Linked DNA regions of Sus scrofa: region 2 is linked to region 1. A link is a contact called in public Hi-C data. All regions are on one chromosome and are shown on one strand. Each heading gives the region's core, a stretch centred on a gene start, on an enhancer-like site or on the middle of the called end of the contact. The rest is flanking DNA. Distances are from core to core; before and after follow the strand shown. Region 1 has its middle 11 kb from the start of ARHGAP23. Region 2 overlaps NPEPPS (puromycin-sensitive aminopeptidase).

What was found. A called contact is a pair of places that touch in the nucleus more often than the background predicts.
Region 2: a Hi-C map of heart right ventricle shows a contact between it and region 1, with 4 times the contacts expected there. The contact joins two enhancer-like sites. A contact is called at or near these places in 3 of 47 Hi-C or Micro-C datasets (embryonic fibroblasts and heart right ventricle).

What each region holds. Positions count from the first base shown.
Region 1 is chr12:23,675,359-23,682,782 of Sscrofa11.1, forward strand. No RefSeq gene overlaps it. Among named protein-coding and RNA genes, the nearest start is that of ARHGAP23, 11 kb to the left of the region's middle. Within about 2 kb of position 4,718, at least 30 of the 83 cell types and tissues checked have an H3K27ac peak or open chromatin away from gene starts, as enhancers often do.
Region 2 is chr12:23,851,105-23,858,231 of Sscrofa11.1, forward strand. NPEPPS (puromycin-sensitive aminopeptidase) reads left to right here. Exons shown (of 23, transcript XM_003131527.5): 5 at 734-841; 6 at 2,120-2,320; 7 at 2,746-2,842; 8 at 2,946-2,979; 9 at 3,830-3,944; 10 at 6,875-7,039. Among named protein-coding and RNA genes, the nearest start is that of NPEPPS, 50 kb to the left of the region's middle. Within about 2 kb of position 4,252, at least 10 of the 83 cell types and tissues checked have an H3K27ac peak or open chromatin away from gene starts, as enhancers often do.

The sequences.
Region 1 (7,424 bases), core at 3,468-5,967:
CACAGGAACTCCTTTACAAACATTCTTTCATTGACTCTCCATGACCATACCATAAGCCTCTCTATGTAAATGAGCTTTTACTCTGTCTGTGATCTGGGAGGAGCTAAGCCAGGTAGTCCCTCGGAGCTCCAGGATGCTAAATTCCATGGTTCTGCGTGAGGGCTTTGAAATTCTGTCAGCGAATGGCCTGCAGCCCTGCTTCTGCCACAAGCACTCAGAGCCTTCCCAGCTCCACCTGCCCTGCCTGCACCCCCCCCCACGCCCCTACCCCGCACGCGCGCACACATGCACATGCACCCATGCACGGAGAAGGGGCTGCTCCCCTCTCCTCCCTGTCACCCTGCCCTTCAGGAGGGTGGGGGTGAGGAGAGGAGTTAAAAGGACCGGAGGAGATTGGAAGGGAACACAGAAGCAGGGAAGAGAAGGAGGGAGGAGAGGGTTGGAGGGGAGGGGCAGAAGGAGGAGCGGAGGGGTGGCGCCCACCTCCCCCTGGAAGCTCTGGAAATCCCCGGCAGCTGTTCCCCTCTCCTCTGTCTGGCCTTGAGCCAAGCCTGGGAGGGGGGGACGCGGGGAGGGGACTTCACTGGAGAGAAAAGAGGGGCAGGGCACTGACCACAGGGGAGCAAGCCCCTCGGCCCTGGCACCCACCCCACCCGGCCATTCCAGCCCCTGCAAGAGATTCCAGGCGTGCTCCCCTTTAAGGAAACCCTACATGCCAAAATCCAGGCATACCAAACAGACCCATCAGGGCGGTCCCTGCACTATAAAAGGATTCTTTGCTTCACAAGAGGGCTCGGCACATGGGAAACTTAAAATAGGAGCTTCCCCTGGCGTGGGGAGAGCAGCTCTGGTTTCAGAAGCACCTCATACACACCATGCTTCCGGCACATCCAGAAAGCTGGTGACACCTGACACAACCACACAACCTCGGGGCTGGTGGCATCAGCGCGGGCCCCTCCGAGGTTGTGCTGATCATCAGAGTCCCCTGGTGGGGTGGCAGGGGTGGGAGTGTCGCGCGCACGCCCAGGGGACAGGCTGGCTGCTGGGCTTCTCGGCAGAGGTAGCTTAGGACACAGGGAAAGGACCTGGAAAGGCACCGCTCAGCACAGCTGGCAGGGATTTCACAGCAGCCCAGAAAGGACGGATGTGCAAGGGCTCCCAGCATCCTCTGATGGGGCTGGGGCAGGAGGCCCATGTCCTGACTCTCCTCCAAGCTCTGTCCTCCCTTCCACGATGATGCCAGGGCACAGGGGAGCCAGGCTCTGCCCCTGGGAAAGGGGAAAGCCCCGGAGCCCCAGAAGAAGTACAAGAGGCTGATGGAGGAGCAACCCAGGCCGAGCTGCAGGCCCAGTGAGATGCATTTAGAATCGTCTAGGCAGAAAGTAGTGATGTCCCCAGCTCTGCCCCTCTTTCTTTTTTTTTTTTTTTTTTAACGGAGATGAAATTCACATAACGTACATTTAACTATTTTTATGGTAATTTTTTTTTTTTTTTTTTGTCATTTCTTGGGCTGCTCCCGCGGCATATGGAGGTTCCCAGGCTAGGGGTCGAATCGGAGCTGTAGCTGCCAGCCTACACCAGAGCCACAGCAACGCGGGATCCGAGCCGAGTCTGCAACCTACCACCACAGCTCACGGCAACGCCGGATCCTTGACCCACTGAGCAAGGGCAGGGATCGAACCCGCAACCTCATGGTTCCTAGTCGGATTCGTTAACCACTGCGCCACGACGGGAACTCCATATTTAACTATTTTAACGTGAGCCATTCAGTGGCATTTAGTCTTGTCCCCCCCAACCCCCACTTTTTTGTGCTCAGAGTGAAGTTGAGGGTAGAGTCTGTAATGACAACAGCAAAGAATGACAAATGGAATCCCTTTCCCCCTGCCAGGCTTGATGCTCCAGGGAGCTGCCACTGGCCATTTAAATTAACAGCCAAGATGCCCAGCAGGTCTGGAGACTAGACCAGCCCACAGCCCTCCCCACACATCAGGTCCAGCCTAGGAAGATGCCCAGAACCCTCACGCCTCCTCAGAGCCCCTCTCCAACCCCCCAAAATTAGGATCACCCAAGCCCCTGACTCCTCACCCTCTACCCCTCCCCACACCCCTCCTCACCACAGTCACAGGCAACCCAAGAAGCCCTCCGCCGCAAAGGGCAGGGGTCTCAGATCCCAGGGCCCCAGGCCACTGCTTTAGGCAGAACCTGGGAATGTGGACAAGCTCAGTGCACCCACCCCAAGACCTCTCACCAAATCCGGATTAGGAAGGGAGCAAGGCAGCCCCCTCACACCAGCCCACATCAGGACACTGGCCCTCTTAGTGGCTACAAGTCGGGATAGAGTCCCTCCCCCCAACGGGACAGACCCCACCTTGTCCAGGATTTGCTAAGCTCTGTGGAGGGAGTGAGGAGCTCTAACATGAGGGGGCCATCACCCTGACACCCCCCCACCCGTGCCTGCATGGAGGCTGTGTGAAAGAAAGACAGCCCCTGGGCGCCTGGCTGGAGCTGCAGGTCTGTATTTGGGGGGCACGTGGAGAAGCTGCCCAGCCCACCCCATATTTTCACTGCCACGAAATGGTGGCAGCAGCTGCTGCAGCTGCTGTAACTGGGAGTGGAGGGGAAGCCTGGCTGGGAGAAGCCCCTTGATGTGTGGGGGGAGGGGGGAGTTGTAGCTTGAGGTCCCACCAGGGGGGGTCTGGAGGGTCCCGGGTTGTATGGCCTCAGAGAGCCACCCCCACCTTCTGCCACTCCTTCATTATGCAGCGCCCGCTAGGATCCTGGAAGGGGCCAGGACCTTACTGAGTGGGGAGGGGGGGGGCTTCTAAATGCTTTCCTTTGGGAGTGGGGGTGGGGAGACAGACAGCGTGCGAGCCCTAGATAAGCACCTCCCTAAGTGTCATTGGTGGGGGAGTACTCGGGTGTGTGTGTGTGCGTGTGTGTATGTCTGTGTGAGTGCGCGCGCGTACCAGCTCTGTGTCACACCAGCCCTATTCCCTCTCCAGAGCGCCGGCCCCGCCCGGAGCTCCAGAGCCCCAACCCCTCCCGCGATGGCCGGTCCCCCTCCCTCTTGGCGCCCCCACCCTCAATCCAGTCCTCACGCCCCCGCCCTCTCCTCGCAGACACGCACCCGCGCCCGGCGCCCGCTGACCTGCTCCATGCTGCCGACTGCTATGCCGTCCTCGCCGCACCAGCCCGGTGGGGCGCAGGGGGCGGCGGCTCCTCCATGCGCCGGGTCGGTGCAGCACCCAGCCGCCCCCGTGCGCTCGAGGAGCGCCTGGTGTCTGCCGCCCAGACCCCCGCCCCGCCCCGCCCCGCCCCGCAGGCCCCGCCCCCGCCCCGCCCCTCCCTCCCTCCCCCACCCGCGGGTAGAGACTCCGCGCGCGCTCACACACACACATACACACACACACACACACTCTCCCTCTCTCTCTCTCTCTCTCTCTCAATCACACACATACAATGCACACACACTCCTCACACATCCCAGGGGGCACATCCTGCCAGCACCCCCTCTTCCACCTGTCCTGGGGGCACTGCTAGTCCAGAGAAGATCCACTCTCGGGGCAGCCCCTCTCCTCGCTTCTGAGGTGATCAGAGTCAGAAGGGGCCCCAGCCCTTTTTTTATGGGGACCATAGAGGAGGCCCGCCCAAGGTCACGCAGCAGCTTGGTGACAGAGCTGACCCCATGACTCAGACGGCTGTGATCACCTGAGAGCCCGCCAGAGATACCCACAGAGCCTGGACCCCAGGGAGACCCCACCCCGTGATCAGGAGTCTGAGCCCTGTGACCCGATGAGGACAGGAGCTGGGGAGGGAGGGGCCACTCCCCGCCGCCGGGATCCAGCCTCTCTTCATCCAGCCTCTCTTCGAATGTCTCCCCGACGCCCTTGGGTGGGTGTGGAGAGCAGGAATGGAGATTCCTGTCGCCCACCGTGTGCCATGCCCGGGGCATGTGCCAAGTAGGAGGAGGAGCTGAACTGTTTGTCCAGTGACAGAGAAGGGTCATCTGAAGCTCCAATACCAGCTGGGAACCCGACCTGTGGGCAGTGGAGCCACCAACTCTGGTGAAGGCCAGGAAGGGGGCGAAAAGACTGCCTCCCCCACTGATATTCCCTCCCCCATCAGGAGTGGCTCCTGACCACCCACCAGGCCCCCCACACCCCTCATCCCACCACCCCACCCCCACCCCCGTCCTGCGCCTTTCAGGGCAGGGCCAAACCAAGGGGGCTACCACATGAGCAGGCACGTGAGAGGCAGGCATGCTGCCCAGGGCGGGAGTGTGTAGACCCGGAGTGGACAAGGCTGGGAATTAACCTGCCCTGAGGCGGGCAGTGGGGTGGGGGCATCAGGCTGGCTGCACAAACCCCCTGGGCCTGTGCCCAGGCGGCATGAAGGGGACCCTCCTTATGGCGCCCTAGCCACCACCAAGGGGACCCGAGGGTGAGGGGGCAGGGGGCTGGAAGCTGAGATGGGGAGAGTTAAGATCCTCAGCAGGTCCAGACAAAGGGGGCTTTATAGGCTGGGGGTGGGGAGCATGCTAGGGGGAGGAAGGCAGGAATGCAGGCCGGGAGGGCCCCAAGCTCCCAGGCAGCCCAGTTTGGGGCTGAGGTTGGACCCCCCAGCCCTCCCGTGCTTTGGCCCTGCAGAGTATGTGCTGCTCTGCTCCTGGGACTGCAGCCAGCAGTCTCGGCCACCCCTCCCCTCAGGGATCTGTTGGGCGCTGCCCACACACTCCCAGTCTTCCCCGCCCAGCTGGCTGCGGCCTCTCTTGGCTTCCCTGCCATGGCCTCTCAGCGGCCTCGTGGCCCCGGTCTGCTACCCAACTGGGTGCCCTGCTGGCTGCCCAGGGAGGGGAGCGACAGACTTGGGTGGGGTCACAAGGCTATGGGGTCAATGAGGCCCTTTGTCCCTTCAGATGGAATCTGTCCTGGGCTAAAGAGACAGGAGACAGAGAAGAATGCTAGCCAGCAAGCACGGTCCCCCTGACCCGGTCTCTCCCAAGCCCTGGTGGAGCTGGGCCCAGGGCTACGGAAGGCAGGCTCCATTCTTCCCAGTTGCTTTCCCTCTGGTTTTCTTTCCGGGCTGAAGCAGCCACTGGAAGTGAAAACGAGGAAGAGGAGGTGGCCCAGTGACAGTGGCCACCCATTCTGGTCTCTGAATCAGCTGCTGCTTGCCCAGGGCTAAGGTCTGGCCTGGGACTTTGCAGGGTCGAGAATTGTCTGTCCCCAAAGATGCTGATCTGGCCCTGAGGAGTAGACTCCTACTAGCCAAAGTCATGGTGGCTAGATTGCTAGACCCCAAAACTATTTTATCAATGCACCCTGAGCACTACAGGAAGCTTCATAAGCAGAGAATCCCAGTGAACAGAAGGGGTGGTACTGCCCAGCATCTTTACCCCAGCCTGCAGGGTCCACATGTGCAACCACCCCAGTCCTCCCTCTTCCCTGGCAGCCCGGATCTCTGATAAGCTCCTACTCTGATTTCTGTTTCTACACTGGACATGGGTCAGAACCTTCAGCCACAGCTTTACCTCCAAGGGGCAGCAGTGGGGCAGGGACAGGGCCCAGCTCAGGTCATTGGATGTATGTCTTCTTTTATCTCCTTCATAAGATTAAAAGAAGACAGCCTTGGAGTTCCCTGGTGGCTTAGCAGTTAAAGGGTCTAGTGCTGTCACACTACTGTGGCTTGGGTTCAATCCCAGGCCTCGGAACTTCCACAGGCTTCCATTGCTGGGGAAAAAAAAGGGAGGGGGGGGAGGACAGTCTTATCTCTTGATGAGTGTCTTGGGCAAAAATCTCTTTTCAGACGGTAAAAAATGTCCAAGTCGAGCCGGCATCAGATTTTCCATCTCACTGAAAAGCTTTGAGTTACACTGGAGGAGGACAGGCTAAGCTCCAAGCCGCAGATCTGCCGAAATTTAGTAGCTCTGTGGGCAGGTATTCTCACCTCTCTGAGCTCCAGCTTCCTCATCAGGGGAAACCAGGAGGCATAACAGCACCCCCTCCAGGGGCTGATGAAAGATTAAATGAGATGCGAGTGTTAAGCGCTTGGTCCTCTAATGGGCACATACCGAAATCATCAATACAAGTTAAATACCTTCCATAAAGAAGCTGAATGATTTCCTCTTACGCTGATTATTATTACCTTTAGTTCAGCAGGTGACCGTTTCTGACTTTGCTGGTGACAACCAGGTGCTGCTTTTGAGGGCAGCACCTGCCTTTAGCTGGGTGCAGAACAGAATGAAGGGCGGTTTCCAGCCTGGTGCCAATCCCTGCCTCCCCAGCCTCCTTCTCTTTGCTTCTGTCGCCTTCCGGGCTCCCTGGGGAGCAGGAGAAGGTGGGAGGAGAGCTGAGAGCCACCGGGTAAGGCGGACAACTCCCCGGGTAAGGAGGAGGGTTACCCAGGAGGGTGTAGAAGGAGATGAGAGGGAAGGGGGGCGGTGGGCAGCAGGCCCCACTCCTCCACCTGCTGCTCTGCGAACAAAGCCAAGAATGATGCAATCCAGGCCTGGTGCAGCTGAGGCTGCAAGGCCCTGAGAGAGAGAAGTGGGCGCTGGGGGTGGGGAGGGCAGGGCAGCAGGGCAGAAGCAAGGGGCCTGTGGGTGCCAGACCCAGGATTCCCAGCCCAAGAGGGGACTCCTTCCTGTGGCTCCCGGCCGCCCTCCTGAAGCCCCTCACCCAGGGTCAGCCCCGTCCCCAAAGAGTCACAACTGCCTTTGAAGCAGGAGGCAGACATGATGCAACTAGGACATCATTGCAGGAGCCTCCGCAGAGGGAGGGCACCGCCTCATGGGGGGCGGGAGATGATGAGAGACTCAGATGCCAGCCACGTTGACTCCGGGGCCCCCAGTGGGCCCTTCACCAGCCGGCCTGGGGCTGCGGGTCTCTGTGTCTGCTTCCTTGCACGCATCCTGGAGACAAAAGGCAAAATCCCCCAGAGAAGGTTGGGATGGGAGAGCTCAGGAGAACTCGGCCAGGCAGGGCCTGCACCAAGTAGTACATATTTATAGAATTAAATGAAAACCCTAGGCAGACACTGAGACAGGTCTGGGCTCCCAGTGCCAGGAGGTCCTGGCATCCCCCTGGGGCGAGGGTCCCATTAGGCGCCAGCAAGGCAGTGGAGGTGGGGGTGGGGTGTGAGGGTGCCCCCACCCAGGGTGTCTGCCTCAGCTCCCCCCACTCTGCCTGGGAGCCAAGAGAACAAAGGCTTCCTCCTCCTCCACCTGGAGAAAGGGGGCTTGTCTTACAGGCCAGGGCCATGCGGAGGATGTGTCACGGGCCAGGGTCCCCAAGGGGACAGGGCATTCATTACAAGAGCGGGCAGCAGAAGAGGGCCGGGGATAAATGTTCAGGAATATTTTAGCCCAGCCTCGCCCCACCACCACCCAGATCTGAAGGGACAACCGGGTGGCCTCGCCCAGAGCA
Region 2 (7,127 bases), core at 3,002-5,501, 180 kb after region 1:
AACAACAAACAACAAAAAAAAGAAAAAAAAAAGACAAAAAGACAAAAAAAAAAAAGGATTCTTTTATAATTGATATTCTACTGCACCATTAAATTTTATTTTGCTTTGGCAAGTTTGCTCTTTTTTTGTTTTTAAAGAAAGATTGAAGTCTCTTTAAATAAAGTAGGTCAGGTGATGACAGTTTTATGTGTTGTATATAGAAATGCCATTAGATAAATAGCCTGTTTGGAACTGATAAGAGCATCTTTCTTTATTCCTAGTGCTACCATTTCAGGTAAAGAACAAAGCACATTGAAGATTCTGAAAATATTTTCTTTTTTTTTTGAGATAAAAGCCAGTGAGGCAATAAGTCATATTTTCCCAGTTGTGAATCTTTACAGTAGTATACTATTGACCTTCCTGTGCTGTGTGTTGTGTTAATATTATAGATGAAGCCATTTGCGTTAAGTTTGAAATCTTGAAGTGTTTTATTAAAAAATATAATTGTCAGTTACTCTAATACTATAAATTGGTATGCTGTATAGCAGACGTAGTTCCTGGATAATGCTGATGTGGCAGTGATGGTAAGCCTTGTGTTTTCTTTGTAGTCAGTGCTTAGCTTGTTGCCTGGCCCTGAGTAGAAAATAAATATTTGAAGAAGTGAATGAATGATAGAAGGAAATGGCTGTTACTTCTTGAAATAGTCTGGTAGGTTGATTCAATGATATTTTATATTTCCTATTCTTTTCTTAAGGCTACTGATGCCCGGAGAGCTTTTCCTTGCTGGGATGAGCCTGCCATCAAAGCAACTTTTGATATCTCATTGGTTGTTCCTAAAGACAGAGTAGCTTTATCAAACATGGTATGTATGTGTTTATGAGTAATTTATATTTTGGGTAAGCATTTCGTATACTTAGTTTGCTGATTAGTTGGTACAACATGAAACCACCCAGCATAATGCTTAACACATAATTAGAATACAAATGTTAGTTTTCTTTATTTCTGGTAAGCCCTCTTTTTTTTATTATTATTATTATTTTTTAAAGCCCTCTTTTTCTTTATTGCTTTATTTGAGGGAGTTTCCCTCCTCCTGGAAGAAATTCCTTACAAGATCACCTACCTGCTTTAATTTGGAAAACTAAATAAGCAATGAGTTTAATAAATATTATCTGTAAGAAAAAATCTAATATTCTTATTAAATGCCAAAAGACATAGCCACATAATGAAGTATATTTAGCTTTTTTGCTGATTGTATTCTTGGAATATGCTCCCTTCATGATGTCATTAATCCTCATTCATAATAGAGTAAGCATTCACTACTTGAAGTGTAGTATCTAAGCCTGCCTTCCAGACACAGAGTAGCCTATAGCCTATAATATGAGTCTAGGGAACTTAGAAATGCCTGCTGTACCTGGAAATAACTGACTTTTGTCTCCTTTATTAGTGGCGAGAATGCCATAGATTCTATTCTCAAAATATTCTTAGGAAGCTAATATATAGTAAACTGAAATGTTCATTTACAATTTAGTGTGAATGAAATTATCAGATCAGTTCTTGAATAAGTCTTACTTGCAAGAAAGAATAGTGAGAACTTGAGGAAATTGAGAGCCTGAACAGGAAAGAGAGGGAGAATACTGAAGGGAAATTAGGGACTTCAAAGGTAAAGTGGAGATTTTGTCACAAATTTGCTTAGAGCCAGTCTTAGTACTGAGAATGCTCTAAAAGTCTAGAAATCTGTACCCTTTGAGATGTCTCCTTCCACAATTACATTTTATTTTCATTAATATTTGTTGTCTTCTATCCTTAGTTCACTTGAAAAGTATTGCAGTCTTAAAACATCCCAGAACCTGGCATGTTTATAGGTGTTCAGGAAAAGTTGCTGTGTTTTTCTTACAAATCCTTGGTGGTTTTAATAATTTAGGCTTCGACTTCCCAGTATGAATGCTTTATCAGATCTCTTTCCTTCTAAATAGGAAAGATCTTGACAGCATAAAAGCACTGGATGGATTAGGATAGAGAAGTAAGCAGTGCTGGAAAGAGGGAACAAAAGGCAACAATGCCTACAGTTTTTGGCTAGTGTTTTCTCTAAGGTATATAATGTGAATCTGTTTAAATTTTCTTTCTTTCTTTTTGTTTAAAGAATGTAATTGATCGGAAACCATACCCTGATGATGAAAATGTAGTGGAAGTGAAGTTTGCCCGCACACCTGTCATGTCTACATATCTGGTGGCATTTGTTGTGGGTGAATATGACTTTGTAGAAACAAGGTCAAAAGATGGTGTGTGTGTCCGTGTTTACACCCCTGTTGGCAAAGCAGAGCAAGGAAAATTTGCGTTAGAGGTAAATGTACTTGAAGAGGATTGTTCCAACAGTCCATAACTCCAGGTTGGGGAATTTACATTTCTGATCAATTATTAGTGCAATTACTTATAATTTAATCTGAAATTTGTTGTGCTACTTTTGTTTTTAATAGAATCTTGGATATAGCAACTTTGGTGTTGTATTAGCATTTTACAAGATAATGATTAAGAGAATATTAGAATGGAATTTATCCAGAGAGTAGGTGGGAAAATATGTAATTATAGTTTTCATACTGAGTTATAAATGGATTAAAGTAGGGCTGAGGCCGTCTTTGGAGGTGGGGGTCCCCAGGGTTGGTTTCTAGTAACTTAAGATATTTGGCTTGCAACAGGACTCCTTTGTGGATTTCTATATGAATGACAGTAAGATATTTATCACATGGTTCTTTTGTTTATACTTTATAGGTTGCTGCTAAAACTCTGCCTTTTTATAAGGATTACTTCAATGTTCCTTATCCCCTACCTAAAATTGATCTCATTGCTATTGCAGACTTTGCAGCTGGTAAAGTAAATTTCGTTTTATTGATGAATTGTAATAACTTTGAATTTTATAATTTTGAAGACGTGTATAAATATCAATACATGTTTATATTTATTTTATGAAGGTGCCATGGAGAACTGGGGCCTTGTTACTTATAGGTACGTTAAAGATGCGTTACCCTGCCTTATCTTTTAAATCACTGATTTTGTGAGAGCTTCACTCCTAAATACAGTTGAGTGGCTTCTGCCTTATGATCTGCCGTAAATTTTCCTACCTCCCCCTACTTCCGTGAACATTTCAAGAATGCAGATGAACACCGTCTGGTGCTACTCTCTGAGAGTGTAAGATTTTAAAGTGAGCATCTGGCATTAGTAACATTTGTAGATGTATTTTTGGCTGAGTTTCTCATTTCAATGCCTTCTCTTCCTCCTAGTAATTACATAGTTATATATCCAGCTTGAGGAACTTTCCCTGACTTAATAGCCAAGTTTTTACATGTCTGTCACCACAGTGCAAACATGTGGGTTGTATAATTTTGAGAGCAGTGACTGTAAACAAGATTTTGCCTTCTACTTTCAGTCGCCTTCTTCGGTGAGCTAAGTTTTAGACAGCCTGCTCAGCCTTCTTTTGGGGACTGTGGAATGCATCTTCCCCCCACTTGCCACTCCTCTGCTTTTAATGGAAGGACTGTCTTCTCTGTCTGTCTAGCACAACAGTCCTTAATCTTTAGACAAAGTTTTTCTAAAATTTCAGGCAGCTGTCCAATAAACAAACTGATAATTAAACTCGTGTCAATCTTTGATTTTCTGTTGTATAAATTCTATTAAATTGGTCTTTAATCTTCCCAGAACTTTTTCTATCCTGTGTACTCTGAAGAAATGTTTTCTTGGTATCTCTAAAGCCTGACATGACCATCTTAACCTACTGTTTAAATCTCCCTCCCCCACTTATGCATGCCAGCTTTTCTTACAATGCTTTTATTTAAAAAAAATTTTTTTTTAAACACAGGGAGACTGCATTGCTTATTGATCCAAAAAACTCCTGTTCTTCATCACGCCAGTGGGTTGCTCTGGTTGTAGGACATGAACTCGCCCATCAATGGTTTGGAAATCTTGTTACTATGGTATTTAATATTTTTAAGTGCTCAAATATATTTATTTTTCCTGCTGCGCCTTATCTGCTACAGAGTACTTCAGGTTTGGCTGGAACATTGAGTCAAAAAAGTAGTGTTTTGATAGAAAAACTTTATTTTAAGAAGTCCTCTTTGAAAAGTGTTTGTCAGAATATCTGGGTTGATCAAGAGCATATAGAAAATCTTTATTCAACAGAAAATACTTCCTAAACTGTTCTTAATACTTAAGCCAGCAAATGGCGGAAGTCATGATACTAATTTGGGTGAATGGAAGAGATTGCACTTAAGTAGAGATTCCATGCAGTGAGATTCCAGGCTAATTTTAGTTTCTTGTGTTATATATATTACGTAGTTCACTAGCTGTGAAGTGACCTGGTAAATAACAAACTATCTTTGATTAGGTTTAAATGTTTTGGGGGGTCATTTTCTTCATTGTCTAAAATGTTAAGTTGGCATTTGATTGAAATAAAGGAAGGAAAAACTACAGAATAGCTGTGAAGTATATTAAACTTCCAGCTGTCCTATTGTAGGCCTTGTTTATTATGTTTGCAGTGAATGATCTCTGTTCTGTAGTCGTGACCTTTCCCTTTTACTCTAAATAAGTACTATCTATAGCAGCCAACTATGTCAGAGCTTGGGAGCAGAGCATTTAATAAGTGGACTAGAAGTGCCTCTGCAAAGAAAGAAGTAGAGATTATGGAGCCAGCCAAATTCCCTGATGGCATTTTAGGCTGCCAAAGAGCAGAGCCCAGGTTGGACGTTGGTTGAGTCCATATGTCACAGGAATAAGTAAGAAAGTAAAACATTAGCAAAACTATTACATGTCAGAGTTTCTAAGGCAAGTCAGCCCTTGAAAGGAAATTCTTTCCTTTTTGCTTTATAGGTTTAAAATTTTAGTGTTAAAATTTTTTTTGAAATATAATGTTACATGAGATTAGGTATACTAGTACCTGTATTCAGATATGTCAGAAATGTTCTTTTCTCCACCAAATGATTTTGTTACCACCAAATGATTTTTTTTCTCAGTATCTTTTGTTTTTGTTTTTTTAAATTAATCTGTGGTGTTTCCTTTCTTTCTTTTTTTTTCTTTTTTTTTTTTTTTTTACAGCCACACCTGCAGCATATGGAAGTTCCAGGGCAAGGGATCAGATTGGAGCTGCACAACATCGGATCCAAGTATCATCTGAGACCTAGTCAGTACCTCGTGGCAAAAATGGATCCTTAACCCACTGAGCCACAGTGGGAACGCCTATGGTGTTTTGTTTGTCTTTAAAGAGAAGATTCTTTTTATTTTTTTATTTATTTACTTTTTTTTTTGGCTGCACCCATGGCATGTGGAAGTTCCTGGCCATGGATTGAACTTGCACCCCAGCAGTGACCTGAGCTGCTGCAGTGACAGGGCCAAATCCTTAATCCACTGTGCCACAAGGGAACTCCTTTTATGCTCAGTGTTGAGCAGACTTTATCTTTTATGATTTTATTTTTAAATTACCAGCAATAAATTTTAGTAGGGGAAGTGTGTACATTCTCTAACTTCTAGTTATTAAATGTCAGTTGTTTCATTAACTGAAATTTAGGGTCTTATAGATAGGTAGAAAATAACTACCACCAGCTTATCCTAGTTATCCTAGTAGAGGCTGTTAGTTAAATAAATGCACAAAGCATGTAGACAGATAGCCATTTTTCACTTAGTATTAAAACTATTTGATCTTTTCAGAATTTTAAAATGCCCTTTTTTCCCTAACCAGTGCATTAATCCTTTTTTTTTTTTTTTTTAAAGGATTGCAGCTACAGCATATGGAAGTTACCTGGCTAGGGGTCGAATTGGAGCTATAGCTGCAGGCCTACAACCACAGCCACAGCAACACTGGATTGTTCACCCATGGCATAGGACCAGGGCTCAAACCCGCATCCTCAAGGATACTAGTTGGATTCATTTCTGCTTAGCCACAACAGGAACTCCTTTGCTTTTTTACCATTCATTAGTTCTTTAGTTTCTATCTTGGATTCATGGAGTATTGCTTTCTTTTCATAAGTAATTTAATCAATTTTAACGAAAATTAGATTGAAAACTTTCTAAAAAATTGATTGATTTTAAATGTTTAAACACCATCTATTACTGAACAACTTACCGTCATGACATTTTTGCTAAATTCACATAATCCTTATATAAGCAATACTGCTTTTCTGTATATCTAGAAAATTTAACTTGTCAGTCAGCAATGATTTTTCCCAGTCATTATAGAAATAGTTTCCAGGAGTTCCCGTCATGGCGCAGTGGTTAACGAATCCGACTAGGAACCATGAGGTTGCGGGTTCGGTCCCTGCCCTTGCTCAGTGGGTTAACGATCCGGCATTGCCGTGAGCTGTGGTGTAGGTTGCAGACGCGGCTCGGATCCTGCTTTGCTGTGGCTCTGGCGTAGGCCGGCGGCTACAGCTCCGATTCAACCCCTAGCCTGGGAACCTCCATATGCTGCGGGAGAGGCCCAAGAAATGGCAAAAAGACAAAAAAAAAAAAAAAGAAAGAAAAATAGTTTCCAGTTTTCCTTGTTTGGTTCTGGTAGTTTTCTGGGCTTTTGTTTGTTTTTAAGACAGATCTTTACTGAACTGAATTTTATATGACAGTATAGGCTCTTGCCTACATTTATCCACTCTTTTCCCTTTTTCCATATTTAGGGGGTTTTTCATCCCCTGTCCTTTTCTATCCCCATCCTTTTCTATCTTTAGTACTAAAAATTACTTAGCAGTGGTGATAATGCTGGTGTCACCAGTTGGCCTTTCTTGGCATTTCTTTTGTTCAGATATGTTATTTACTAAATATTTTGAATTGAATTTTAGTTCATTAAGAGTTGTGAGTTTTTAAGATTAGTGACAGGGCAAGCACTTTGTTTTGTTTACATATTTCCATCTTTTGTTTTTAGGAATGGTGGACTCATCTTTGGTTAAACGAAGGCTTCGCATCGTGGATTGAGTATCTTTGTGTAGATCACTGCTTCCCAGAGTATGATATCTGGACTCAGTTTGTTTCTGCTGATTATACCCGTGCCCAGGAGCTTGATGCCTTAGATAACAGCCATCCTATTGAAGTGAGACATACTTTTCAGTCATTGGCCTTTGCTCTCATTGTCAGTGAAATAAGTCATTCTTTATAGAGATATTTAAAACTTTGAAAAG